7 separate regions of the Mus musculus genome follow, and regions 1, 2, 4, 5, 6 and 7 are each linked to region 3. The links are chromatin contacts, called in public Hi-C, HiChIP or PLAC-seq and Micro-C maps. All regions are on one chromosome and are shown on one strand. The core of a region is the stretch at or near the end of the contact, and the rest is flanking DNA. Distances in the headings are between cores, read along the strand shown. Region 1 overlaps Gm31718 (a long non-coding RNA gene). Region 2 holds the start of Tarbp1 (TAR RNA binding protein 1). Region 3 has its middle 46 kb from the start of Gm31603. Region 4 has its middle 23 kb from the start of Gm51605. Region 5 has its middle 11 kb from the start of Gm31718. Region 6 overlaps Gm31718 (a long non-coding RNA gene). Region 7 overlaps Gm31718 (a long non-coding RNA gene).

Evidence for each region. HiChIP or PLAC-seq counts read pairs in DNA pulled down with a chosen protein or histone mark. A called contact is a pair of places that touch in the nucleus more often than the background predicts.
Region 1: a contact with region 3 is called in a Hi-C map of bone marrow-derived macrophages, with 23 read pairs. The contact joins two enhancer-like sites. A contact is called at or near these places in 25 of 484 Hi-C or Micro-C datasets (the 63-12 cell line, B cells, the C2C12 cell line and 16 more), 8 of 115 datasets of contacts at active chromatin or transcription factors (the HPC-7 cell line, the NIH/3T3 cell line, Th17 cells and 5 more) and 2 of 9 other capture datasets (embryonic stem cells and liver).
Region 2: a contact with region 3 is called in an HNF4G HiChIP or PLAC-seq map of pancreatic cancer cells. The contact joins the promoter of Tarbp1 here to the enhancer-like site in region 3. A contact is called at or near these places in 7 of 39 promoter capture datasets (3T3-L1-derived adipocytes, the C10 cell line, HPC-7-derived erythroid cells and 4 more), 2 of 484 Hi-C or Micro-C datasets (the Ba/F3 cell line and embryonic stem cells), 2 of 115 datasets of contacts at active chromatin or transcription factors (the HPC-7 cell line and pancreatic cancer cells) and 1 of 9 other capture datasets (adipose tissue).
Region 4: a contact with region 3 is called in a CTCF HiChIP or PLAC-seq map of the NIH/3T3 cell line, with 8 read pairs. The contact joins two enhancer-like sites. A contact is called at or near these places in 1 of 15 datasets of contacts at CTCF or cohesin (the NIH/3T3 cell line), 8 of 484 Hi-C or Micro-C datasets (B cells, the N1E-115 cell line, cortical neurons and 5 more) and 2 of 115 datasets of contacts at active chromatin or transcription factors (heart atrium and pancreatic cancer cells).
Region 5: a contact with region 3 is called in a CTCF HiChIP or PLAC-seq map of the NIH/3T3 cell line, with 18 read pairs. The contact joins two enhancer-like sites. A contact is called at or near these places in 2 of 15 datasets of contacts at CTCF or cohesin (the NIH/3T3 cell line and large pre-B cells), 30 of 484 Hi-C or Micro-C datasets (the 63-12 cell line, B cells, the C10 cell line and 21 more), 11 of 115 datasets of contacts at active chromatin or transcription factors (the HPC-7 cell line, the NIH/3T3 cell line, Th17 cells and 8 more) and 1 of 9 other capture datasets (embryonic stem cells).
Region 6: a contact with region 3 is called in a Micro-C map of muscle stem cells, with 3 times the contacts expected there. The contact joins two enhancer-like sites. A contact is called at or near these places in 1 of 15 datasets of contacts at CTCF or cohesin (the NIH/3T3 cell line), 15 of 484 Hi-C or Micro-C datasets (CD4 T cells, the G1E-ER4 cell line, the HL-1 cell line and 6 more), 5 of 115 datasets of contacts at active chromatin or transcription factors (fibro-adipogenic progenitors, heart atrium, large pre-B cells and 2 more) and 2 of 9 other capture datasets (embryonic stem cells and liver).
Region 7: a FOXA1 HiChIP or PLAC-seq map of pancreatic cancer cells shows a contact between it and region 3. The contact joins two enhancer-like sites. A contact is called at or near these places in 2 of 15 datasets of contacts at CTCF or cohesin (CD8 T cells and the NIH/3T3 cell line), 12 of 484 Hi-C or Micro-C datasets (the G1E-ER4 cell line, the HL-1 cell line, the MC38 cell line and 6 more) and 13 of 115 datasets of contacts at active chromatin or transcription factors (the HPC-7 cell line, T-cell acute lymphoblastic leukemia, double positive thymocytes and 10 more).

Annotation. Positions count from the first base shown.
Region 1 is chr8:126,899,555-126,902,718 of GRCm38.p6, reverse strand. All of the region lies in intron 1 of Gm31718 (a long non-coding RNA gene), which reads left to right. Among named protein-coding and RNA genes, the nearest start is that of Gm31718, 7.2 kb to the left of the region's middle. Within about 2 kb of position 1,663, at least 47 of the 459 cell types and tissues checked have an H3K27ac peak or open chromatin away from gene starts, as enhancers often do. A contact at or near this core is called in the 63-12 cell line, the G1E-ER4 cell line, bone marrow-derived macrophages and 1 more, where this site is marked.
Region 2 is chr8:126,473,143-126,476,609 of GRCm38.p6, reverse strand. It overlaps Tarbp1 (TAR RNA binding protein 1), which reads left to right and starts at 1,545. Exons shown (of 30, transcript NM_001159907.1): 1 at 1,545-2,355. The coding sequence starts at 1,545. It also overlaps the pseudogene Gm6091.
Region 3 is chr8:126,682,352-126,685,705 of GRCm38.p6, reverse strand. No RefSeq gene overlaps it. Among named protein-coding and RNA genes, the nearest start is that of Gm31603, 46 kb to the left of the region's middle. Within about 2 kb of position 1,550, at least 118 of the 459 cell types and tissues checked have an H3K27ac peak or open chromatin away from gene starts, as enhancers often do. A contact at or near this core is called in 3T3-L1-derived adipocytes, the 63-12 cell line, the Ba/F3 cell line and 22 more, where this site is marked.
Region 4 is chr8:126,521,889-126,525,155 of GRCm38.p6, reverse strand. No RefSeq gene overlaps it. Among named protein-coding and RNA genes, the nearest start is that of Gm51605, 23 kb to the right of the region's middle. Within about 2 kb of position 1,970, at least 130 of the 459 cell types and tissues checked have an H3K27ac peak or open chromatin away from gene starts, as enhancers often do. A contact at or near this core is called in the N1E-115 cell line, the NIH/3T3 cell line, embryonic fibroblasts and 2 more, where this site is marked.
Region 5 is chr8:126,917,933-126,920,962 of GRCm38.p6, reverse strand. No RefSeq gene overlaps it. Among named protein-coding and RNA genes, the nearest start is that of Gm31718, 11 kb to the right of the region's middle. Within about 2 kb of position 1,507, at least 161 of the 459 cell types and tissues checked have an H3K27ac peak or open chromatin away from gene starts, as enhancers often do. A contact at or near this core is called in the C2C12 cell line, CD8 T cells, the HPC-7 cell line and 13 more, where this site is marked.
Region 6 is chr8:126,883,387-126,886,637 of GRCm38.p6, reverse strand. The region is part of intron 1 of Gm31718 (a long non-coding RNA gene); the gene reads left to right. Among named protein-coding and RNA genes, the nearest start is that of Gm31718, 23 kb to the left of the region's middle. Within about 2 kb of position 1,812, at least 153 of the 459 cell types and tissues checked have an H3K27ac peak or open chromatin away from gene starts, as enhancers often do. A contact at or near this core is called in the HL-1 cell line, cerebral cortex, fibro-adipogenic progenitors and 2 more, where this site is marked.
Region 7 is chr8:126,865,693-126,869,127 of GRCm38.p6, reverse strand. The region is part of intron 1 of Gm31718 (a long non-coding RNA gene); the gene reads left to right. Among named protein-coding and RNA genes, the nearest start is that of A630001O12Rik, 18 kb to the right of the region's middle. Within about 2 kb of position 1,332, at least 100 of the 459 cell types and tissues checked have an H3K27ac peak or open chromatin away from gene starts, as enhancers often do. A contact at or near this core is called in CD8 T cells, the HPC-7 cell line, pancreatic cancer cells and 1 more, where this site is marked.

The sequences.
Region 1 (3,164 bases), core at 414-2,913, 220 kb before region 3:
AAATAAAAAAATACAAGTATGCTTCTTACAAACTAATGCTAGCATCATAATAGTTTGCATTAAAATGACTTAGTGAAAGGTTTATTTTAAAAAATTATCTTTATTAAAGTGTGTGTATGTGTGTGTGTGTGTGTGTGTGTGTGTGTGTGTGTGTGTGCGCATGTGAGTGCAGGTGCCTTGGAGAAATGTTGGATTCTTTGGAGCCGGAGTTATAGGTGTCTGTGAGCGTCCTGATGTGATTGCTAGGAATCTAATGCTGGTTGGTTCTCTTCAAGTCGCTCAGCCACATCTCCAGTCTTGAGAGCAGTGGTTCTCGACCTGTGGGTTGTGACTCCCCGAGGGGTGTCAAATGACCCTTTAAACAGGGGTCACAAATAAGATATCAGATATTTACATTACGGTTCATAACAGCAGCAGAATTACAGTTATGAAGTAGCAATGAAATAATTTCATGGTTGGGGGTCACCACAACATGAGGAACTGCATTAAAGGGTCGCAGCTTTAGGAAGATTAAGGACCACTACCTCAGAGGAAGATTTCGTCTGGCCAGTTGTAGCAAGCCCAGGACTTTTTTCTTTTTACTCTGTTGTGTGTATTTATTCTATTGTGTGAGCTAGACAGACATTGTACTCAGAGCTACTTCATTCTCTGTCTCTCTTCCTCTTACCCTCACATCTCCTCTTCCCTTCTTCCAACTAATTCTGTGTATGTTCATCGTACTGTGGTTAGACCCAGAGGTTCCCTTTAAAGCCCAGAGAAGAAGTAGAACATTGGCATAAAGTGACCTTAAGTGTAGGACTCTGCCAGAGCCTGTCTCACAAGGTGCCCCACCTGGGTAAACACCATTTGCATATCACTGTGTGGACTACAGCCCTTTCTTTATGGGGACAAGACAGGGCTCTGTTACTCAAACAGGTGGACAAACATCTAGGGAACTCTCAGACCTTGGGCAGCCTGGGAACAGAGGCCATGACCTCAGACCTGAGGCAGGGCTGTGTAGCCTCACCTGCCTGTCTCTGCTGTTGCTGTACACTCTTTGCAGCCCCAATTCCCTTCCCTTCACAGATGACCCCACTTCCAGAAGGCAACCAGATTGGAACTCAGGCTCCTTCTCTTGTCTCACAGATAAAGAAATTTAAGATGGATTCAAAAGAAAACTTGAAAAAATTGTTAGAATTATAGATAGAGGGGCTGGAGAGATGGCTCAGCACTGACTGCTCTTCCAGAGGTCCTGAGTTCAAATCCCAGCAACCACATGATGGCTCACAACCATCCATAATGAGATCGGATGCCCTCTTTTGGTGTGTCTGAAGACAGCTACAGTGTACTTACATATAATAATAAATAAATCTTTTAAAAAAAAGAATTATAGATAGAAAGCCAGCAGGGTCAGTCAGCTGCCACAAGAAGAGGAAAAAGAGGAAATTGTGCTTTTTTTTTGAGTTTGAGGTCAGGAAAGTGGGCAGGTTAAGCAATGGAAATCTTCAAGCAGCTGCTGTGAGGCATCCGTAGGGGGGAGTGTGGGGAGGGAGGGGAGAGAGGGAGGGGAGAGGGAAGGAGGGAGGGAAGGAGGGAAAGAGGGAGGGAGGGAGGGACTTGAAGAGATTGAGATGCCAGGCATAGCCATGTTAAGAAAGAAAAAGTCACTTTCTAAATTAGAACTCAGAAATTGAGCAGGCTTGTCAGTGAGTCTCCACAGCACCTGTAGAAAGAAAGGCAGGGCCTCTGAGAGCTGGCAGGCCTCCCTCAGGTGTGTTGTGTTTCACTGCACTTCCTGGTTATAGAGCCTCTTGAAGTTATAAAACATAATCTTGTCCTTGATTCAAGATGGCTTTGCCTTGCCTGGCAAGGAAGGTTCCTGTGGTTCTCATCATAGGATGTTGTTGGCCACCGACCAGGCCATTTGTGGAGGGGGCTACTGGCCATCAGAGGACAACTTTTGGGAGTTGGTCTCCTCCTTCTACTAGGTGGGTCCTGAGGATGGGCCTCAGGTTGCCAGCTCTGCAGCAAGTGTCTTGTTGGGCTAAGCCATCTCCTCATGTCCTATCTCCTCCCCACCAGAGATCTTTCCATCTTAACCAGAGGAAGATGACATGACTACATACTCTGCCCCAAAAGGCACTCACGGAGCACTTGGCTGCAGTGTTGTGTGTGGGTTTTGTGTTTCGTTTTGCATTGAGAAAAGGTGGCTGAGAAAAGGTGGCTTTAATAGTGGTTGGAGGGTTCTTCAGACACGAATGCCAGGCCTCAGGCAGGGCTCCACACTGCAGCCATTGCTGCTGCTGCTGGGGTTCCCATGAGGGGAAGGTGAGAGGCTCTCACAGTATCAGATGAGTGCAGTGTAGGTGAACAGGGTCATCAGATTGTCCCAGATGCCTCTAGGCAGCTGAGTCACTGTGGGTAATGGATTACCCAGGGGAGCAGGAGGATCAGAGGGGGTAGGGGAGGCAGTCTGTAACTCAGAGTCCTTCATCTGGAAGCAGTGGGACCAGGAGATGCCACCAGATTGGTTTCTGCAAGAAGGACAGGCAGGTACTCATGGCTTATACAGATCAATGTGATTTCCTCTGAAGCAGTTAATTAACCCCAGGCACCTTGCAGGAGCTTGCAGTATCAGAACGATAAAGCTGGCCACATGGAGGGAGGTTAGTGTTTTTTTTTTTTTTTTCCTCGATCGCTGACGTAATTGGCGCACTTTTCAGAGCGTGTTCAGTTCCAACTAATACCATTAAAAAAAAAAAAACCAACCAAGTCATAAACTCAGTCATTGGTAAGAGAATTGTAACTGCAGGCACAGTTGGTCAGAGGGCATGCAATGCTGTTACAGGCATTGTTAAAATTGAGGTCTGGGTCCTGGTAGTTCTCCAAATCACTACAACAGTTAGAAAGACAATCATAGTAAAAAGCTGAGAAAGGAGATTTATCCAGTGGGGTCTCTTTGAGAAGAGGAACAAAGAGATCCAGGGAACCTGGGTCCATCTGCAGGGTCCAGATGAGGTTCAGGTTTACATAGAGGGCAAGAGTTATTCACAGGTAAGTAGGCCTGGTCAAGATGTGGTCCTGCCTGTCACAGACCCATCACAGACTGACCTGTCCTGTGAGGTGGTCTTATGAGGACTGGATAAAATCTGTTTCTGGAACATAAGTTCACCTTGTGCCTAGAA
Region 2 (3,467 bases), core at 296-2,795, 210 kb after region 3:
CCACACATGATCGGAACACCATTGACGCATTGCCAGCCTGCATGCTCCGCGATGTGACCCAGGAGTCCTTGAGTGTGGCCGTCATTGGCATCGATGAGGGGCAGTTTTTTCCTGACATTGTGGATTTCTGTGAAATGATGGCCAACGAGGGCAAGACAGTAATTGTGGCAGCACTGGATGGGACCTTCCAGAGGAAGGCTTTCGGCAGCATCTTGAACCTGGTGCCCCTGGCGGAGAGTGTGGTGAAGCTCACCGCTGTGTGCATGGAGTGCTTCCGAGAAGCTGCCTACACGAAGAGGCTGGGTCTGGAGAAAGAGGTGGAGGTGATTGGCGGAGCCGACAAGTATCACTCCGTGTGCCGCCTGTGCTACTTTAAGAAGTCTTCAGCCCAGGCTGCTGGGTCAGACAACAAAGAGAACTGTCTGGTGCTGGGGCAGCCGGGAGAGGCCTTGGCTGTCAAGAAGCTCTTTGCCTCTCAGCAAGTCCTACAATACAACTCTGCCAACTGAGGGGACCTGGGGCCTGCCAGCTCCTACCCAGGTTGGACTCTCAGAGAGCAGGGGGAGCGCGGGCCTATCATTCCTAATGGACACTGTGCCTTGAACGGGCTCATCCATCGTCCACTCGCTGAAGCCGTTTTCAGTTCCCTTCTTGATTGCCAAGATGCCTCAATGCAGGCTGGAGCCCAGACCCTGCCTGGTGGCTAGGGGTCCCGCGTTCAGCCAAAGGTGAGGACAGAGCTGTCCACCATTGTGACACTGGTGGGGCTAGTTTCTTCCTTGTTGGTGGCTGGGTTTCAGTCTCAGAGCCCCACCCTCACCAAGGCTCCAGGCCTCTCACAGCTCCCCCATTTATGCCTAAACATTCTCTCCTCAGAACCCCAGCTCTTAGTGAGCCACTTTTCTTGTGCAAAGTGAACAATATTAAAGTTTACTACTAATGAAAAAAAAAAAAGAGTCAGGCTCTCTCACTGGACCTGGAACTGATCTCAGCCATACTGGCTCATCAGCGACTCGGGGGAGTCGGGGAGGGGGGGGGCGGCGGGGAGATGTGTCTCCACCACGCAGGATGGTAGTTACCTCTCCATGGGATCCTAACTCAGATGTTCATGCTTTCATAACATGCCCTTTTCCTACTGACCAATCTTCTCAGCTCTCATAACTTATTTTCAAAACATAAATCCAGATTTCATTTGTGATCCATTGTTTTAGAGACTTTGTGGTAACTCTTAACATGCACCCTTTTAAAAAGCAGCCATCTGGGGGGATTGCAGGATATCTATGTGAATTTAGGGCCAGCTAGAAAATTTAGGCCCTAGGCCTATTTCCAATCGGGAACTTCGGAACTGGTGTAATACTATGTCTGCAGCAACTCTTTTTACTAAAAACTGTGAGTGGCAGGAGGCATCACACTCCCAACAAAGTTGAAGGAACCTTATGCGGTCCTATGCCGGGCAGGGTATGTGTGGGTGGGAACCTCTCGCCGCGCACGCGCACTCGCGCTTAGGGTGGCCGGCGCACGCGCACAGGTCTACTCCCCGCGAAATGGAGCGGGTGTTGGCGGACGCGCTTCTAACGCAGAGTCGGGAGCCCGGCGAGTTGCTGGGCGCGCTGTGCGGCGGGGAGGCGAGTGCGGAGCGGGCGGAGACCCTGCGCCTGGTGCTGCAGCGGCTGGAGGAGCGCGGCGCGGGCGCCGGCGCGCTGGCCAAGGCGGCACACGAGGTGGCCAGGGACCACCTGGTGCCCTTACTGCACGCGTCCCAGGGCGGAGGGCCTGCGAGGCCCCGCGTGCTCCGAGCGGCGAGTGCGGCGCTGCGCTCGTGCGCGCGCCTGGCAGGACCGGAGCTGGCAGTCACTCTGGCCGAAGAAGCGCTGCGCGAGCTGCCGAGCGCGCCAGCCGTGGAGCTGCTGGCCGCCGTGGCGCCGTGTTTACGCGCGCCGGAGGATGCCCCGCTGCTGCGTCGCCTGGGGCGCGCGTCTGTGGAGCTGGCGCTGGCCGGGGACGCGCCGCCGGCCGTGGGAGCGCGCCTGCTGCCCGCGCTGGCACAGAGCGCAGAACCGGCTCTGCGTGCGGCGTGGGACGCGCTGAGCTCCGCGGGACCGGGAGCTGAGGGCAGCACTGGGCCAGAACTGCTGGTGCTGAGCGCACTGGCCGAGAAGCTGCTGACCAACCATGAGCGCCACGGGGATCTCGACGCCCGTCTCTGCGGCCGCTTCTGGAGAACCGTCCAGGCGGGGCTGGGCCGCGCGCAGGACGGGCTCACGCGAAAGCGCGCGCGCTACCTGCTGCAGAGGGCTGTACAGGTGTCTGCAGAGCTGGCGGTGGACTGCTCCTGCAGCCCCCAGGACACAAAAGGTACCCACTTGTCTCTCTAAAAAACAAAATTGTGTGTGTGTGTGTGTGTGTGTGTGTGTGTGCGCGCGCGCGCGCGTGCCTGTGTAAGTTTATGTGCATCACGTGCGTATGCTTGGGAGGGCATCAAATCCCCTTGAGCTGGAGTTAAAGGCAATTGTGAACTACCTGATGTGTGTGTTGGGAGTCAAACTCCAGTCCTCTAGAAGAACATCAAGTGCTCTTAACCCCTGAACCATCTCTCCAGACTGGCACCTACTTATCTCTTTGCCCCAGCCACACTCTGCTACCTCAAACCAGCCTTCAAGGGGCGTCCACCTCATCCTGAGCGGATTTGACACTTGCATGTGGTACCCTACACCGGCCTCCTCCTGCACTTTGGGAAAAGTGGACCCAGTGAAGGTTAAGATATCGCACACGCGGTAGCATGCTCTGTGTAAAACCAAGCCTGCTCCACGCCTTTACATCCTGATAGAAAAAAAGTTGACATCCGTATCAAACTGAAAGAAGGGTGCTGTGTAACCCAAGTTAATGTTTGAAACTCGAGGTACGGAATCAAATATTAATCCCTTGACATTCCCTTTAGGAATATTAGGAGCAGGGTTAGTTAGTGCTTTCTAAACATAACCCTTAAGTCATCGTGTGTGCTTGCGCCCAGGCCTAAAGTCAACAGGTGTTGTCCTTGATTATTCTCCATTTTATTTTTGGGCCAGGGTCTCTCTCGCTTGCTCTCTCTGAATCTGGAACTCAGGATTCAGACGCTTTCTTTCTGAAGTTTGGAATTGTGTTTCCTCATGGTCTCTGCACATTTGTGGTTTTGTGGGTGATCCATCTTTCCTGTCTCTGCAGGAATGCTCTCTTGGGGCCTCCTGCATTCAAAGCAGAGCTGGGACTGTAAACAGCTTGGTTTTGTCTTTAGGGCTTGAGTGATAGTTTGCTCAGGTCCAACTTCTATGGGGGAGACATTTCCATCCACATTTTAAAGGCTTCCATCCATCCATCTAGAAGCTGGAGATGCTACTCTTGTTGTTTTGAAGTTGAGATAATTCTGGATCCTGCTCAAGGGCAGTCTGTGACTTCTCTATAGGGTACCAGGGGTTTAGGGCCCTGGCATC
Region 3 (3,354 bases), core at 301-2,800:
CTGAGAACAAAAGGGAGTTGAGGAGAAGATGCCTGGAGGGAGTGAGCACTGTCATCACTCTGCTCCAAGTGGGTTCTATGCAGCCAGGCACCGGCAGGATGAGTCAATGGCCAGTCAGAAGAAATGGAGGCCACACAACAGAGCTGCTGCCGAATCCTGTGGAAGGCTGGGCCTCCCACGCCCCAGGCTCTTCACACACCTTACTGTCTAATTTGGAATATCCCCACGAGTTTGTTGGTTCTGCGTCATGTGAGCAGTCTTTTATGCCAGATTGCTAAACAACTTGAATGAATGGACCTGCTTGTGCTTCTTCCCCATGGCCAAACCTCCACATCAATCTGTGAAACCCGACCTTCGGTAAAGCCACCAGTCCATCTCTCAGACCTGCTTCAGGGCAAGGAGCTGTGTGGTCTTCCTCCAGTGGCTTTGAACACACAGGTGCTGTGAAGGGCTCTAGAAATATCTTTTGGGATGGGGAAGAAGCCAAGTAGGTAAAGTGATCTCGTATTGCAAGCACGTAGACCTGGATTTGGTTCCCAGATAGTGTTTGTAAAAGGCCAGATGTGGTGACATCCTCACGTAGTCCTCTGCACTGGGAAGGGAGAGGCAGGCAGATCCCTAGGGCTCACTGACTGTCCAGCCTGACATAACTTCTAAGTCCCAGGCAAGTGTGAGACATTGTCCTCTGGCCTCCCCATGGGTGCTTGCACGCTCACATGCACACACACTAACAAAACAAACATAAAACAAATATTTCTTCTATAAAATTTCCTATACATATATATTCACTTCTCTGTGCTCAGCAATGGCCAGGTGCTTGTCTACTGGTGACAGCCATTAGTCATTGTCGGGAATAAAAGACTTTTAAAAGGGGGCCAGCTGTTCTTGGGTCACCATTCTTGCCCTCTACCCCCTAGACAGACAGAGACATTCTCACTGATAACAATTGCTCAATATTTTCTCCTGGAACAAGTTTGCCAGTAATTTCTCAGCTTGAAAGTCAAAGGAAATGAAATCTTATGTGCAAACATGGACTTTCTTGTGTGTCTCTCTCTCTGTGTGCATGTGCATTAGATGTGCGTGTATGCACATTCAAGTGTGATGTACACATGAACAAGAACTGAATGTGCGTGAGCACATGCACAAGCGAGGGTCAAAGGTATATAGGCGGTCCTTCCTCAGGCATGCTTCCTTAGCCATTACCTTGTCTTCTAGATGCACTCTTCCTCTGGCCTGGATCTCTCCGAGTAGCCTAGGCTAGCTGGCCAGTGCCCAGGGATCATCCTGTACCTGTCTTCCCTAGGGCTCGGATCCCAAGCACACCACCATGCCTGCATTATTATTATTATTGTTAAATATGGGTTCTTGCAGTGAGTCTCCAATCTTCACAAGTGTGAGACTCACTGTGCTTTACTAACTGAACTGTCTCCCCGGTGTCAGACACGATTTTTCAATCACTCGAAACATCCCCATCCCCCAATCTCCCAGTGGCCTGGCTGAGGGGCCTCTGAGTCATGAAGAGCTGCCAGAGAGGAAGATGTGTTGTGACGGATTCAAGGAGAAGTCTTCAGAGCCCTTTGAGTCAGAGTGAGTCACTGCTTTTGAGCCAACTGACACAAGCTGCCAACTGCAGGATTAATGGTGATGGGTAAGCTACTGAAGCTCCTAGAACCCCTCCCTCACCCACACATGCCATTTCATGAGGACATAATGAAAGGATGTGTCAGCTTAGGATTCCTTTAGGTTTGTCTGATAGGTCTCCTCTCCTCTCCATTCATCTCACCCAGTCTTCCTAACATGTACATATCTAAATATGTACATGTGTGATATATGCATATATTTGCATGTATACATATCTACTCATTCTTACATGAATGTACAAGAAAGCAAGACTTGGAAGTGGATGGTATCATTAGTACCATTCTACTGAAAAGAGGAAGTGAGTTGCCAGCAGATCAGGGGCCACAGCTCTGTCCCAGAAAGCCAACCAGGTTAGGCATAACAAAGAGACTGGCTTGGTTCCTTCAAGGACTGAGGATAAACTTTGCATAGTGGATGAGATTTCAATAGAGATTTGTCCATGCAGTTTAGACTAAGAAAAACCGTGATAAGAAAAACCCATATGCTCGTAAGAATCTCATATGGATGGCCCCCAGTGCTGTGGGTGCCACCTCCCTAATAATGCCTATTGCTGCAGCTATAACCCTGGCTAGTTGCCATCAATCAAACCCAGGAAGCAAGGCGTGGACCTCCATCTGCATGACACTTGTGTGCAACACATGTACAGCCACATGGTACCGGGACAGACAGTTGGGGAAGCACTTCTGCCTCCCTGTACCAGTTGCATGGGATGGGGAGGCTCCAACAGTTGGCTTGGCTCCACCGTTGATCTTATTGGTTAATTCCCTCCAGTTCCATCATTTATTCCAGGAACCCTCTGTCCCATTGTCTTGGCAGAAATAATCTATGAAAGGACTCAGAAGGGGAACTAAACATTTTAGTGGGAAAGATTGGAAAATTAACGAGAGGCTGGCTCTGTTCCTTCAAGGACTGAGGATGAACCCAGCACATATGGATAAGATTTCAGGAGGGATTTGTCCATGGCATTTAGACTAAGAAAAACTCTGGAAATGCCACATGCTCATAAGATTCTCATCAGGGCGGCCAAGCAGGCAGATGGACAACATCTGAGGGGCAAGAGGACGAAATAAGATGCTCTCTAAACACGTGAGTGGTAGCAGCTGTCAAGCGTGGGCTCATTCACATGTCTTAAGCCCCAGGTAGGGAGGAGAGAGGCAGAGACAAGATGGCCTCCTGGAGACAGCCTCATTCAATCTGGGAATCAGAACACCTGGTCCAAGCCGCAGACTTCAGCTCTTCTACATGCCAGGACCTCATTTTATATTCTGTAATCACAATTTGTGTGCATACAGGTGGAGGCCAGAAGACAGCCTTAGACATACCATCCACCTTAATTTCTTATTTTTTGAGATGGGATCTCTTATGACCTGGAACTCACTAAGCTAGCAGGGCCGATCAGTGAGTCCCAGGGATTCTGTCTCTACCCTCCCCAGTACTGGCTTACAAGAACCCCACCATTCCGAGCTTTTTTTAAGTGTGTCAGGTTGGTGATTTGCCAGGCAGACAACAAGCTCTCTCCCCAGCTCCCTGTGCTGTATGCGTAGCTTGGTTTTGTTCTTTGCTGTTGTCTTTCTTTCCTTGTTTCTCAACAAAACCAAACATACTTGCTCTCCTAGCGTCACAAAGCAGAAAGGGTTCCAAGAGGAAATTGTTTCACAACAAGGGAGTCCTGGGAAGAATTAAAGACTGAGAAACCCTTGTAATGAGATTAAG
Region 4 (3,267 bases), core at 721-3,220, 160 kb after region 3:
ATGTATTTCCAAAGTTGGGGTGTAAGCATCCTGCTGAGATCTGCCTCCTTGCCCCTCCTGCTCCTATCACTTGTGGGGTTCCGGGAATAGGGTGTAAAGCTAACAAAGAGAAACAGTGATCTGGTGCCACGCTGCATTTTTCTGTTGTTTGTAGGAAACGTTAATGACAGGCTATTTGATTACTCTAAGGTTTGGCTCTGTCAGCTTCTTAGGAAGTGCATCTCGTATTCAGTAACAATATAAGTAGCAGAAGTTTTTTTGGCATTTAAGAATAAGCTCATCGGACGCCGCCATGCCGTTTGGAAACTCGACAGCGGGGCCAGCCAAGCTTGTGGAGATACAAGCCTTTTTCTGCAGGCTGGGCAGCTGGCCAGGACAGCTAAAAAATGTGCATTGGCTAAGAACCACTGCCACGCAAACACTTCTGGAAATTTCTGTGCTCAGGCCTGCCAAATCCATTATGCATAACATGAATTACAAGCAAGTTTCTCTCTCTCTCTGAGCAGTTGCTTTTTGGGCTTAATTCTTCTTTGGGTTTTGTGAAATACATACAACTCAAATGAGAAACACTCCCTGCAAATCCATAATTCACTACCGTGTGTGTGTGTGTGTGTGTGTGTGTGTGTGTGTGTGTGTATGTGGTGTGTGTATGTGACTCTGTGTGTGTGACTCGACTGAGGGTAACTCTGTGTGTGTGTGTGCTCGAGCGCACGCGCGTGCACGTGCATGTGTGTTTCCACTGAGGCTGCCAAGTTCATAACTTTCCTTGAACTGGGAGAAATGGCTTCTAACTTGAGTTGGAATCACATAAGTGCAATGTGCGGTAGGCGGCTGTGTTTCCTGGAACTTCTAGAAAGGAAGGATGGCTTGAATCATGGAGACTGCCTAATAGTGAGAGCAGAAAAGCAGTTACATGTGATATGAGAATATGGTGGAGGGTAGAGGGAGGAGGGAAGAGAAAGGTGGGAGGAAGGAAGAGAAAGGAGGAGGAAGAAGGAGAGAGGAGGGAGGAGGGAAGAGAAAGGAGGGAGGAAGGAGGAGGGAGGAGGGAAGAGAAAGGAGGGAGGACAAAAGAGAGAGGAGGGAGGAGGGAAGAGAGAGGAGGGAGGAGGGAAGAGAGAGGAGGGAGGAGGGAAGAGAAAGGAGGGAGGACAAAAGAGAGAGGAGGGAGGAGGGAAGAGAGAGGAGGGAGGAGGGAAGAGAAAGGAGGAAGGAGGGAAGAGAAAAGAGGGAAGAGGGAAAAAGGAGGGAGGAAGGATAAAGGAGGAGGAAGGAGGGAAGAGAAAGGAGGGAGGAAGAAGGAGAGAGGAGGGAGGAGAAGGGAGGGAAGAGGGAGGAGGGAAGAGGGCTGAGACACAATGGCTCGGTTTATGCTCACTAATGCCAGCCATCAGGATCTGAGACTGGCTCAGTCATCCTGGCTTTGTTTGTTTGTTTCTTGTTTTATTTATTTATTTATTTTTGTAGGTCTCACTATGTAGCTCTAAGTGTCCTAAAACTCACTATGCAGATCAAGCTGGCCTCAAATTCACAGAAATCCAACTGCCTCTGCCTCCTGAGGCACTACAGGCACACACCTCTTCGCTCAGCTCCAGCCTCCATGGGCCTGAGATGACAGCCCCAGCTTGCAGGCATACATACCACAGATCCTTGAGGTCTGGCTCAAAGCCCCAGAGAGTGTGAAAGTGCCTGCCACACAGGCAGATTTTCAAGTGGAAGATGGTCCTGGAAAGGGGTGCCAAGCTGGTTAAAGGGAGAGCAGGCAAGAGAGAAGCTTCCAGGCCTCTCGTCAAGGGTCTGCCTCTGCGTGCCTCCCTCCAGGGCTCAGCGAGGCAATGTTTGCATCATGTGTTTTCTGATCCCGAATTGAGACCGGCAGGTCCTCTCCTGTGATTCAGACGGGCTTACATTACTCAGACTCTGCCCAGGGCCATTCTCAAGGGCTGGCAGCCCCACGCCTCTTCTTCAGAAGCCCAGGAACCGCATTATTCATAGCCAACATGAGATAATTGTATTAGCACATGATGAGACAGTACAGTGTGGTCCTTTCAGCTTCCAGCAGGCGTCTGCACCGTCTTCCAATAACAACTCTCCCTAGCTCTCCACAGTTACTCCGTCTCTTTGCTTTCTGGAGGGTTTGGTTGACTTGAGAGATCATGCGCCCTGGAGCTAGGGAGATGGCTTAGTTGGTAGGGAACTTGCTGAGCTAGTATGAGAACTGGGTTCAGTTACACAGCCCCACATTAAAAGCTGGGCATGGTGGTACACATCTGTAGTCCTGGGGCTGGGAGAGCAGGAAGAGGAGGGTCCGGGGAGCATGTTGACCATCCACTTGGCTTGATCACTGAGCTCTAGGTTCACTGAGAGACCCTGCCTCAAAAATACAATAGACAGTGATAGAGGAAGACCCCCACTGTTGGCTTCTGACCTCCATGTGTGCATGCATTGATATGTGCATGCTTACTCTCTCTCTTCCTCCTCTTCTCCCTCCTCCCCTCTCTCTCTTTCGTGCACATGTGAATACACACACACACACACACACTTTTACAATTTGTTAAATCGGAACTCTGAGATGATCTAAGAGCGGATAAGGCAAAGTATGAGATTCTACCAAGTCAGTATTCCAGGCTGTGACTCAGTTTCCCTCCTCCCTGGAGAGAAAAGCTAGAAGAGTGCAAAGAAGCCCAGAACTTAGAAAGGGACACTGAACTTGACACCATGTCGTAACCTAGGCCCTGACTTCTGCAATGAGGACAAAATCCCTTCCCTCACAGCACGGCCACAAAAAGTTCGTTATATAGAATTATGTGACATCTCTGTAAGCCATGACATATTGTTCTGATGTGGGCTGGGATCATCCTCCAAGGAGACCTCACTGTGGAAATTTCAGCATGGGAAGGATAGTGAACATGGCTCAAGAGTATGTGGGAAAGCTGTGGACATACATCCAGCATGCCCTGGAACTCTATTGATTGATTGACTGAGTGAGTGATTGGCTGTTTCTCTGATCTGGAACTCACTAAGCATCCATGGGTGATCTTGAACTCCTGATCATCCTGTCTTGCCTTAGCTCTCCCACAGATTGGTATTATAAACATTTACTACCACACCAGAGAAAGTGGGGACTTATTGGAGGGATGATGTGTGTCTTAGTTAGGGTTTTACTGCTGTGAACAGACACCATGACCAAGGCAACTCTTATAAGGACAACATTTAATTGGAGCTGGCTTACAGGTTCAGTCCCATTATCATCAGGAAAGGAAGCAT
Region 5 (3,030 bases), core at 258-2,757, 240 kb before region 3:
TACCGCTGTGCCCTGCCCCTTGGCCAGATCCAGGCCTCCACTCACAAGCTCTCCGCTCTCCCCTTTCCTGCCCCAAGCTGACAGCAGTCCCTCCTGGTTTTACTTCAGATTTTTGTGTTTTAATTTTAATGTAATTTTTTTTTTTTTTTGAGACCCGATCTAACTCTGTAGACCAGGCTGACTTTGAACTCGCAGAGATCCGCCTGTCTCTGCCGCCCAAGTGCTGGGGCGATACACATGTGCCACCGCCTTCGGCTCTTTGTTTTTAAAGTGTTGTCATCTGTGTGTTTCAGAGTCCCTGGGAAGAGGAGCAGAAAATATTATAAGAGCTGGTGGCTTTAGAACAAAAGCAGAAGTGCCTGAAATCCTTCTGGCCAGGGAGGTTGTTTTCTGGAAGAAGGAAATGGCAGAGAGGGCAGAGGAAAGGCAGAGGTTGGGGGGCCAGATCATATGGGGGTCACTACAGGAGGGTGGGGGGGCAGGGTGTGGGGACCTGCTGCTCCATTGTTGGGGAATCTGACACTGGGTTGCATCTTAAAGGCTGTCAGTTCTTGCCTCCCAGCTCTGGTGACAAAACCCTGCTGGAAGGGTTAAGGGCATCAGCACAAGGGCTGGCCTCTGGTTTGTAAACTGGCCTACCAGCCTCCCTCCCTCCCTCCCTCCCTCCCTCCCTCCCTCCCTCCCTCCCTCCCTCCCTCCCTCCCTCCCTCCCTCCCTCCCTCCCTCCTTCCCTCCTTCCCTTCCTACCTGCCTGCTTGCCTGCCTTTTGTTTCTTTTCTGAGACAGGGTTGGTTTCATGTAGCCCAGGCTATCACTAAACTCCTGATCTCTCTTCTTCCACCTTCTGAATGCAGGGATGATAGGTACCTACCATCACACTTGACTAGTTTCTTCCTCCCATAGGCAGATGGGATGGCCAGGCATGCTAGGAGGCTGAGGCAAATGAATTGTAAAGGGTTAGCTTAGGCTACACAGTGAGTTCAAGGGCCAGCCTGGTTTTAAGAGTGAGGCCCGGTCTCAGCCATCACCTCCACCCTCACAAGAGAGATGCGTGTGAGAAGGCCGAGGGAATCCACAAGTTGCCCACATCTTTCTCCCAAGACTTAGGCTGACAGCACTGCCCTCCCACCTAAGGAGATCGCAAGGAGATAGGCTGTGGCTCCTAAGGAATTTGCTGTGGGAAAAAATATTTCTCCAAACGATGACCAGGAAATATTGTCCTGACCAAGGTTGCTGCATGTGCTATCTTGGAAGCATGAGCTGAGGACTGAGTGCTATGTGATCTTCAACAGGGCCCAGTTCTCAGGCTCAGAACAGCCACCCCACACAGGCCACTAAGACCTCACTATCTCCCTTGGTTTACATTGCCATGCTCTCCTGTAGGACAGCCTTGACCTTGAGCAGGACCTAGGCTGGCTGGCTCAGCCTGTATGGAGGTGGGAGGCCACTCTCTGCTGACTCAGACCTGGCCTAGGGCAAGTTCATGCCTCCAGCCTGTGAGTAACACACTGGTGTTTCAGCTTCAAAGGCCTTCCCAGGATTAACCAATTAGTCACCCAGGAGAGCCACAGTGCGGGTTACTGTTGTCTTCACTAGGCTGGAACTGAGGGAGGGAGGGAGTAGGATCTCACTGCAGAGCAGCAGCAGCAATGAGGTGTAGGGTGTCCCACAGCGTGGGAGGGACAGGATGAGGCAAGATGGAGTTGGAGCTGATCACTGAATGAGAGTGAGAGACCTGGGGGAAGTCTCCGGGTCGGGGAGTGGGGGTTCTGGAGAGTCATGGTTCCATGCAAGGAACATCCTTCTTGGGACTGGGGAGATGGCTCAGCAGGTAAAGTGTTTGCTATGTTAGCTTAAGGACCTGAGTTCAGATCTTCCACAGATTACAGATCTTCCACACCCATATAAAAAGCTGGGCTTGTTGGGTCACATGCCTGTGACCCCAGAGCTGGGGCTGAGACATGGAAGACAAGAAGAGCTTTAGAGCTCTCTGCCCAGCTAGTTTAGCCAAAGCAGTGATGTCTAGGTTCAGTGAGAAAGTGTTGCACAGTAGAGAAAGGCTCTAAAGTCAGTGTCTGGCTTCCATCCACACACGCACACAGATGAACACACTTAAACACACACACATGCACAGATGAACTCATTTGTACACACACATACACACACTCATACAGATGAACTCACACACAGATGAGCTCACACACTCTCACACACAGATGAACTAACTCACACACACACACATACACAGATGAACACACTTACACATGCACAGTTAAGTTATACCCATAAGCATACACTGACACAGATGAACTCACACACACATGCATGCACTCTCACACACACATACACACAGATGAACTTACACATATACACACCTACACACATGCACACACACACATACAAGCATACACACACAGGTACTCACACATGCACACACACACACATGCACACAGACATGCATGCCCGGACACACATGCATGCATGCACACACATGTGCACACACAGATGAACTCACTTCCACACACACTCACATGCAGAGGAGGGAGGAAGAGGGGGTGTTGGTAGGGGAACTGGCCCATGAGGGCCACCATGTGTTCTCACCATTGCAGCCCAAACTTATCCTGCCCTTCTGAGCCTTCCTGGCAACTGTAGCAGGAATCTTGGAACAGTTTTTGGTGTGTGTGTGTGTGTGTGTGTGTGTGTGTGTGTGTGTGTGTGTCTGAGAGGGGGGGGGAGGGGAGGGGGAGAGAGGGAGAGAGAGAGATTCTTTTGGTGCAGGGAGAAACTTTTGAACCTTTGAGAGAGTATTTCACATATCCTAGGCTGACTTTGAACTTGCTCTGTCTGTAGATGGCCATAGTCTTGAATTCTTGATCCTTCTGCCTTCACCTCCTGAGTGCTGGGATTACAGGCGTGTGCCATCACATTCAGTTGAGTGTGAGGATTTGGGGACTGAGGGATCATAAAGACCTGCCACTCAAGTATCTTGCACATAACTATTGTAATATGGCCACACATGTGTCCCCCTCA
Region 6 (3,251 bases), core at 563-3,062, 200 kb before region 3:
AAAGGTTGGAGGAAGGCAAGGGGCCAAAGGGCCAGGGCAGTCCTATGGGGTGGAGAGGGTTTGAAGGGGGTGGCATTTTTGAGTATGGCTGAAGTAGATACCTGCCCCCGGCCCTTCTCTAACCCCCTTCTGTGTGGCCACTCGAGACCTTTTCTACCTTCATCTTCTTCCTGTGCTGGGAATGGAGCCCAGGTCTTTGGCTAGGCAAGGGCTCTGCCACTGTCTGGTATTGCCAGCCTTTCTTACTGAAACAAGGTCTCATTGGGCTGTCCTTGAATGTACTCTGTAGCCCAAGTATGCTTTGTGTTCATTTTCTTCCCGCCTCAGCCTCCAGAGTAGCTAGGATGGTAGGTCTGGGTCTCTAGACAGGGCTTACCTGTGGTTCCTCCCTGTGGGGTTCCTACCTTTTCTGGTAGCTCCATGACTCAGGCACTCAGTGGTCCATACTAGCGTTCTCTCTTGACCCAGACCCTGACTAGACTGGCCCTGACAAGCACTGAGGCAGAAATTGGCCCAACCCAACACTTGCTTCTGGTTCTGACACTCAAGCAGGTAGTCGTCAGCTTCTGTATAATGAATGATGTCCTCTTGGCTGCTGTCACAAAGAGACATAAGACAGCAGTTTGTTCTCTCGCGGTTCTGGAGGGCAGAAGTTTGACGGCACTTTCGTTTGGCTGTGTCCACGGAACTGCATTCCCTCCAAGGATCCAGGGAAGGACCCACTTTGATCCCTTCCAGCTGGGGGTGGGTGGGGTGGGGTGTTGTCTGCCATTGATTAGTTTGTGGCCTCAGCTCCTCAACCACCACTTCCCTTAGGCTCCTGTGTTTGAACGCTTGGTTGCCTACAGATGGCGCTGTTTGGGAGGTGTGGAAACTTCAGAAGGTAGAGCAGCTCAGCTGGAGGGAGTGGCTTGGTGAGAGTGGGAGTGGTGGTGGACTTTAAGTTTTAAGAGCTACCCTCTTCTGGTTTATGTATGAGGTGTCTTCGTCTGCCCATGCTCCCATGCTTGGTCAGCAGAGACCTTCTTGCTCGAAGCTCTGGAGGCTGGAAGGCTGAGGTCAACGTTTCTGTGAGGTTCCTTTCTCCAGAGGCTTTTCGCTGTGGTGCTTTCTGACTGCGCGTGGGATGTGACTATCCACCTCACGATTGTGCCGCCACAGTGGCAAGCCACCTTTGCCTCCTGCTCTCCTTCCCCTCTGTGGTGGATTGTATCCTCTCGACTGTGAGCCAGAATAAACCTTTCCTCACCGAAGCTGCTTTCAACAGGTATTCTGTTGCTTTCAACAGGTATTCTGTCACAGCAACTAAGGAAGTAATTGATACACTTGGCCTCTGTCTTTTTGTTTGTTTGTTTTGTTTTTGTTTTGTTTTGTTTTGTTTTTTTTTTGTTTTTGTTTTTCCGAGACAGGGTTTCTCTGTGTAGTCCTGGCTGTCCTGGAACTCACTCTGTAGACCAGGCTGGCCTCAAACACAGAAATTCGCCTGTCTCTGTCTCCCAAGTGCTGGGATTAAAGGCGTGTGTCACCACTGCCCGGCCTCTGTCTTTTAAGTACACAAGTCATTGTATATGGGGGCTTTTGCCCTTCTCAGTTGTGAGGCACCTGGGATAACTGTTCTATCTCACAGTCCTTATTCGTATTTGCAAAGACCCATTTCCTTAGAAAACAAAACCAACCAACCAACCAAACAAACAAACAAAACCCCCACCAGATTCCTCACATTTACAGGCCTCAGGGACCTTTGCCAGCCTACTGCAACCCTATTTAGACTCTGAGGTCCTGGCTGGCAAAGGGCCTAGTCTTCTCTGCTCTCATTAAAGGGCATCCTGGGGTAAGCTCTGCCACAGTCTGATGTGCAGGGACAGTCCCCACTTCCCTCTAGGGAGCATGGATTTCTCCACAGACACATTCCTCAGAAGAGCCTCCCCTCAAACTCTGACCCCCAAGTGGCTGGCACCTTCCATTCTACAAGGGAAGGGGAGGGTGCGTGGCGGCTCCAGACTCTACCCTGCTGCAAGGGATGTGGCATGCTCTGTCCAGTCTGTCACCTTTACTATGGGGATATTGGTGGTGATGATGCCCAGATTTGTAACCTGGGCTGTGCAAACACCAGGGAACACAGAGAGGGACCACCAGGAGGCTGTGATCAGCCACAACTCACCCCCTCACAAGCCTGCCCCCCCAACCCCCCAAGTTTCCAGGCTTGCGTTTGTGCTCCTTGAGCTATGCCGTTTGTTCTCCCTCGTGGCTGACCTCATTCTGTTTTCTTTGCCAGTGGTTGAATGACGCAGGCACTGCCATGTGACCATGAGATGCTAATGACAAGCAAGGCAGACACAGACATCCTTCTTGGGGCTTGCAGCTCATGAGGTGTGCTGAACCAGAACTCTCCTGCTCTGTGACTTAGCAGTCTGTGATTTGATAAGGAGGCCCTGCGTGTATGAGTGCCGCCGAGACGGACAAGCTGGCTTGGGAACAAAACACACTTATGTTTTAAAACTCGGTCCAGCTTTTTGGGGAGCGGGGGGGTGGGGGTGGTTAGAGGGAGGAACAGATTTGTTTGGGAGGCCCTGGAATGTTCAGATAATAAATCCCTTTATCTCTTCCTCCACCTTAGCAATGGAAATGAGCAGCCTGTCTCTGGGAGGCTAAAGGAAGGATTTTTTTTTTTTTTTTTTTAAAGCACCAGCCTTGGGCTAAATCCCTAAACCAGTGTACAGGGCTGGATATGGTAACCTTCATTCCCAGAGTTCCACGGGGGAAACTGCATCTTCTAGAAGAGGAGCTAAGAAGCGTCAAGGGTGTGCAAAATGGCAGTCATCAAAGGCTGAGCTCGCTCAAGGGTCTTACAGAGTGTCTGGGTTACTACTTTCTTTTTTTGAGGTGTTTCTATCACTCCAAGCCTTCCATCAATGACTGAACACAAATTTCAAGTCTTCTCCTAGTCTGTTACCTTTTGTATGTGTGGGTGCACATGCACGTGTGCAGGTAAGATGCATGGGTGCAGAGGATGACCTCAGGTGTTATATCACAGGCGCCAGTCGTCTTTTTGTTCTGAGGCAGGGTCTCTCACTGGCCTGGAAATCATCTAGCAGGTTAGGCTAGTGAGCTTCTCTGGGTCAGGCTGATCTCTACCTCCCTAGCACAGTAGTCATCACCACACTCAGCTTTTTTTAAAATGTGACTTCTGGGAATTGATCTCAGATCCTCATCCTTGAGTGACAGGCACTTGAACAATTAAGCTAGCTCCT
Region 7 (3,435 bases), core at 83-2,582, 180 kb before region 3:
ATCCCATCCATCACTGAAGGAAGTCAGAATAGGAAGTTAAACAGGGAAGGAACCTGGAGACAGGAGCTGATGCAGAGGCCATGGGGGCGTGTAACTTATTGGCTTGTTCCCCATGGCTGGCTTAGCCTGCTGCTTTCTTATAGAACCCAGGAGCACCAGCTCAGGACAATCAGCAGGGCCCTCCAACATCATTCACTAAGAAAATATTCTATAGGCTTGCCTACTGCCCAGTCTTATAGAGGCATTTCTCAATTGGGGTTCCTCCTTCTCAGATGAATGACTAGTTTTTGTCAACTTTACATAAAATTACTCAACACAGCAGCCCATCCTGAGCTTCCCTGTGTGTGTGCGTGTGTGTGTGTGTGACAGAGAGAGAGAGAGAGAGAATGTGTATGTGTGTTTGAATTTAAGTGTGTATGTGCATGTATGCATGCATATGTGTATGTGTATGTATGAGTATGTGTGTAATTGTGTATGTATGTGTGCGTATGTGTGTGTGCCCATGCATGTGTGTGTATGTGTGAGTATATGAGTATGTGTGTGTGAGTATAAGTGTATATGTGTATGCATGTGTGTATTTGTGTGTGTGTATATGTGTATGTGTGTGTATTTGTGTATATGTATGTGTGTGTATTTTTGTGTGTATGTGTGAGTGTATATGAGTGTACATGTGTGTAAGTATGCATGTGTGTCTATGTGTGTTATACACATGTTCAAATGGGTATCTTGTGTGTTCCCATGTACATGCATGTGTGTGCATTTGTGTTTGGAGGCCAGAGGCCATCCTTGAACATTGTTCCTTAGGAACCCTTCACTTGCTTTTTGAGGCATGGTTTCTCAAATGCTTGGGTTTGCCTATTAGGCTAAGCTGATAAGCCCCAGGGATCTTCCTGCCTCTACTTCCACCTGTCTCTGCTTTCCCAGAGCTGGATGACAAGCACATGCCACCACAGCCAGGTGCTGGGGATCAAAGTCAGATCCTCATGCTTGCATAGCAACCACTTTACTGATGGAGCCATCTCTCAGCCCCTGGGCTGCCTCTCCATAGCCAGGAGGAGATGTGGGCACTAGGTAGAGTCCGGGTCAGGGAGGAACAGGTCCTTTTATCTCTTTCCACCATCTGAGACACACTACCTGGAAGCCAGTAGGATGATGTAATCATAGACCTAGCAGGATGATGGCCGCTTCCTTGTGTGGGTGGGACCACCACATCACCAAGCCGGGGAATCCCATTGGTGACAACATAACATCTTTTGAGCTGACATGGCACCCAGTGGCCCCACACTGGCTCCGCGTGACAGAATCTCAGGGAGGCGTGTGCAGAGCTGGTGACAGGGCAGTCATCTGCAGTCACCTCCAGGGGACTTTGTGGTTGATTCTCTGATGATTCATTTCTGACCTGGTTTTAACACTGTGACTCAAAATGTACCACTTTCATTAAAAATAACATTCACTGGGGGCTAACGGCTTTCTGTTTTCTATGCTTCACTGTACGGTGTGACTTCTGTCTGGGAAGCTGGCAGGTGCAGGCGAAGGCTTCAGAGGGACCCGAACAGAATCTCGAGTGATGGCACTGGGCCACAGACTCTAAGAGGGCTTGATGCTGGTGTGTGAGTGTGTGAGTGTGTGTGTCCTGAAGCCTTCACTCTGAACCTCTAATAGGGAGCTCACATCGACTCCTCAGGAGCTCTTCCTAGACTTGTGATGCAGAGAAATGGGGGCTTCCTTCAGCCTGCAAAACAGAGAGGCCTCCCATTCCACCCAACTCACTCAAAGAGGGACATGGAGGGGGTGAGAGAGAGGAAGAAGCAGAGGGTAGGGGTGGGGGAACCCCAGCTGCCCGTGGGACTGCATCAAAACCTGCTGCTTTCTGTGAGACGCCCAGCCTTTCTGGTTTGGAAAGCCAAAGTTTTGGGCATCCTTTACCTCTTAACTTGAGGGGGGAAAAGCATAGAAAAATGCTCCCATGAGCATCCTTCAGGGTGGACGCCCCCTGGTGAGGCAGTCTTTTAGATTGTGCTCCTTCTTCCTTTTGTGTGTGTGTGTGCATGCGTATGGATGTTCATGTATGTGCATGCACATGTGTGTGCATGTATGTGGGGTCAGAGGCCAATCAGTCTCTCAGGTGCTGTCACCTTATTTTGAGATAGGATCTTTCACTAGGCTGGAACTTACTGAGTGGGCCAGGCTGGATGGCCATTAAACCCTGGGGTTGGTGGGGGGGGGGGAGGCCCAGCTGTTGGTTCCTCCCCAGTTGGAAGCTTACAAGCTGAGCCCCATGCCCTGCTTTTAAATTTAGGCTGTGGGGATCAAACATGGGTCCTCCTTCTTACACAGCAAGCACTTTATAAACTGAGCTGTCTCCTTAGTGCCTTCATTTGGAGTTTAATTTAATTTGATACTTTTTGAGACAAAGTTTCACTATGTAGCCCAGGCTGGCCTCAAACTTGCCCCAATCTTCTTGCCTCTCAAAATTGAGATTACAGGTTTGAGTTACCTTGCCTGATTAAATCTTGGGTTGTTGTTGTTGTTGTTGTTCTCCTTCTCCTTCTCCTTCTTCATGATATTAGAAATGTCAGAGTAGGGGAGAAGTACAACCAAGGGGGTGGGTGGGAAATGATTGTTTCACGATGACAGCAGCTAATTAAGAGACTGGTTGTTGTGTGGGGACAGTGCTGTAGCAATGTGAATATTATTTTCCAGAATGTTATGCTAAGATGGTATGTTTCTTGTATGTTTCTATTTTCTCCTTTGTGTGTTTTGTTGCAGTAAAAAACCATTGGGAAACATGGTCTGGGAAGATGCTCAGAGAAGTGTTTACCCCACAAGCTTAAGGACCTGAGTTCAGATCCCCTGTGCCCACATTAAAAGCTGTGTGTGGTGACACACACTTGTCTGCAATCCCGTGTTGGGGAGGCTGAGGCAGGAGAGTATCTGGGGCTTGTTGGCCAGTGAGTCTGTGTCTAGCCAGCTGGTAAGATCTGTGATCAGTGAGAGACCATCTTGACTAGTAAGGTGGGGAGCAGCCTAGGAAGACATCAGATGTCAACCTTGGCCTCTACACATGCAAGGACCTATGCTCCTTCTCATGTATGCTCACACACGTGAATGTGCACACACTTATAAAAAGGTGGTCTTGGTTGCACGGTCAGGTCTGGCCCTCATGGAAGATCTCCAAGATTCAGCCTCTGCAGCCCAGGTTGGCTCTGCATCTAGAGTCTTCCTGGGCTACCAGCATCTGGGGAGGGGGGCAGAATATCACCCTTTGGGGGCACTGGTACTTTTTGGCATGGTTTCTTTTGGTCCCCACCTCCCATATTTCCCAGAGCCCTGGCCAGGATTCAAATCTGCTCTGGGATCCCTGTCCACTTCCTTTCTCTCTTCTGGTTCACTGGCTTCAGGCTGGTTCTCCCCAGATGAGCCTCCTCCATCCTT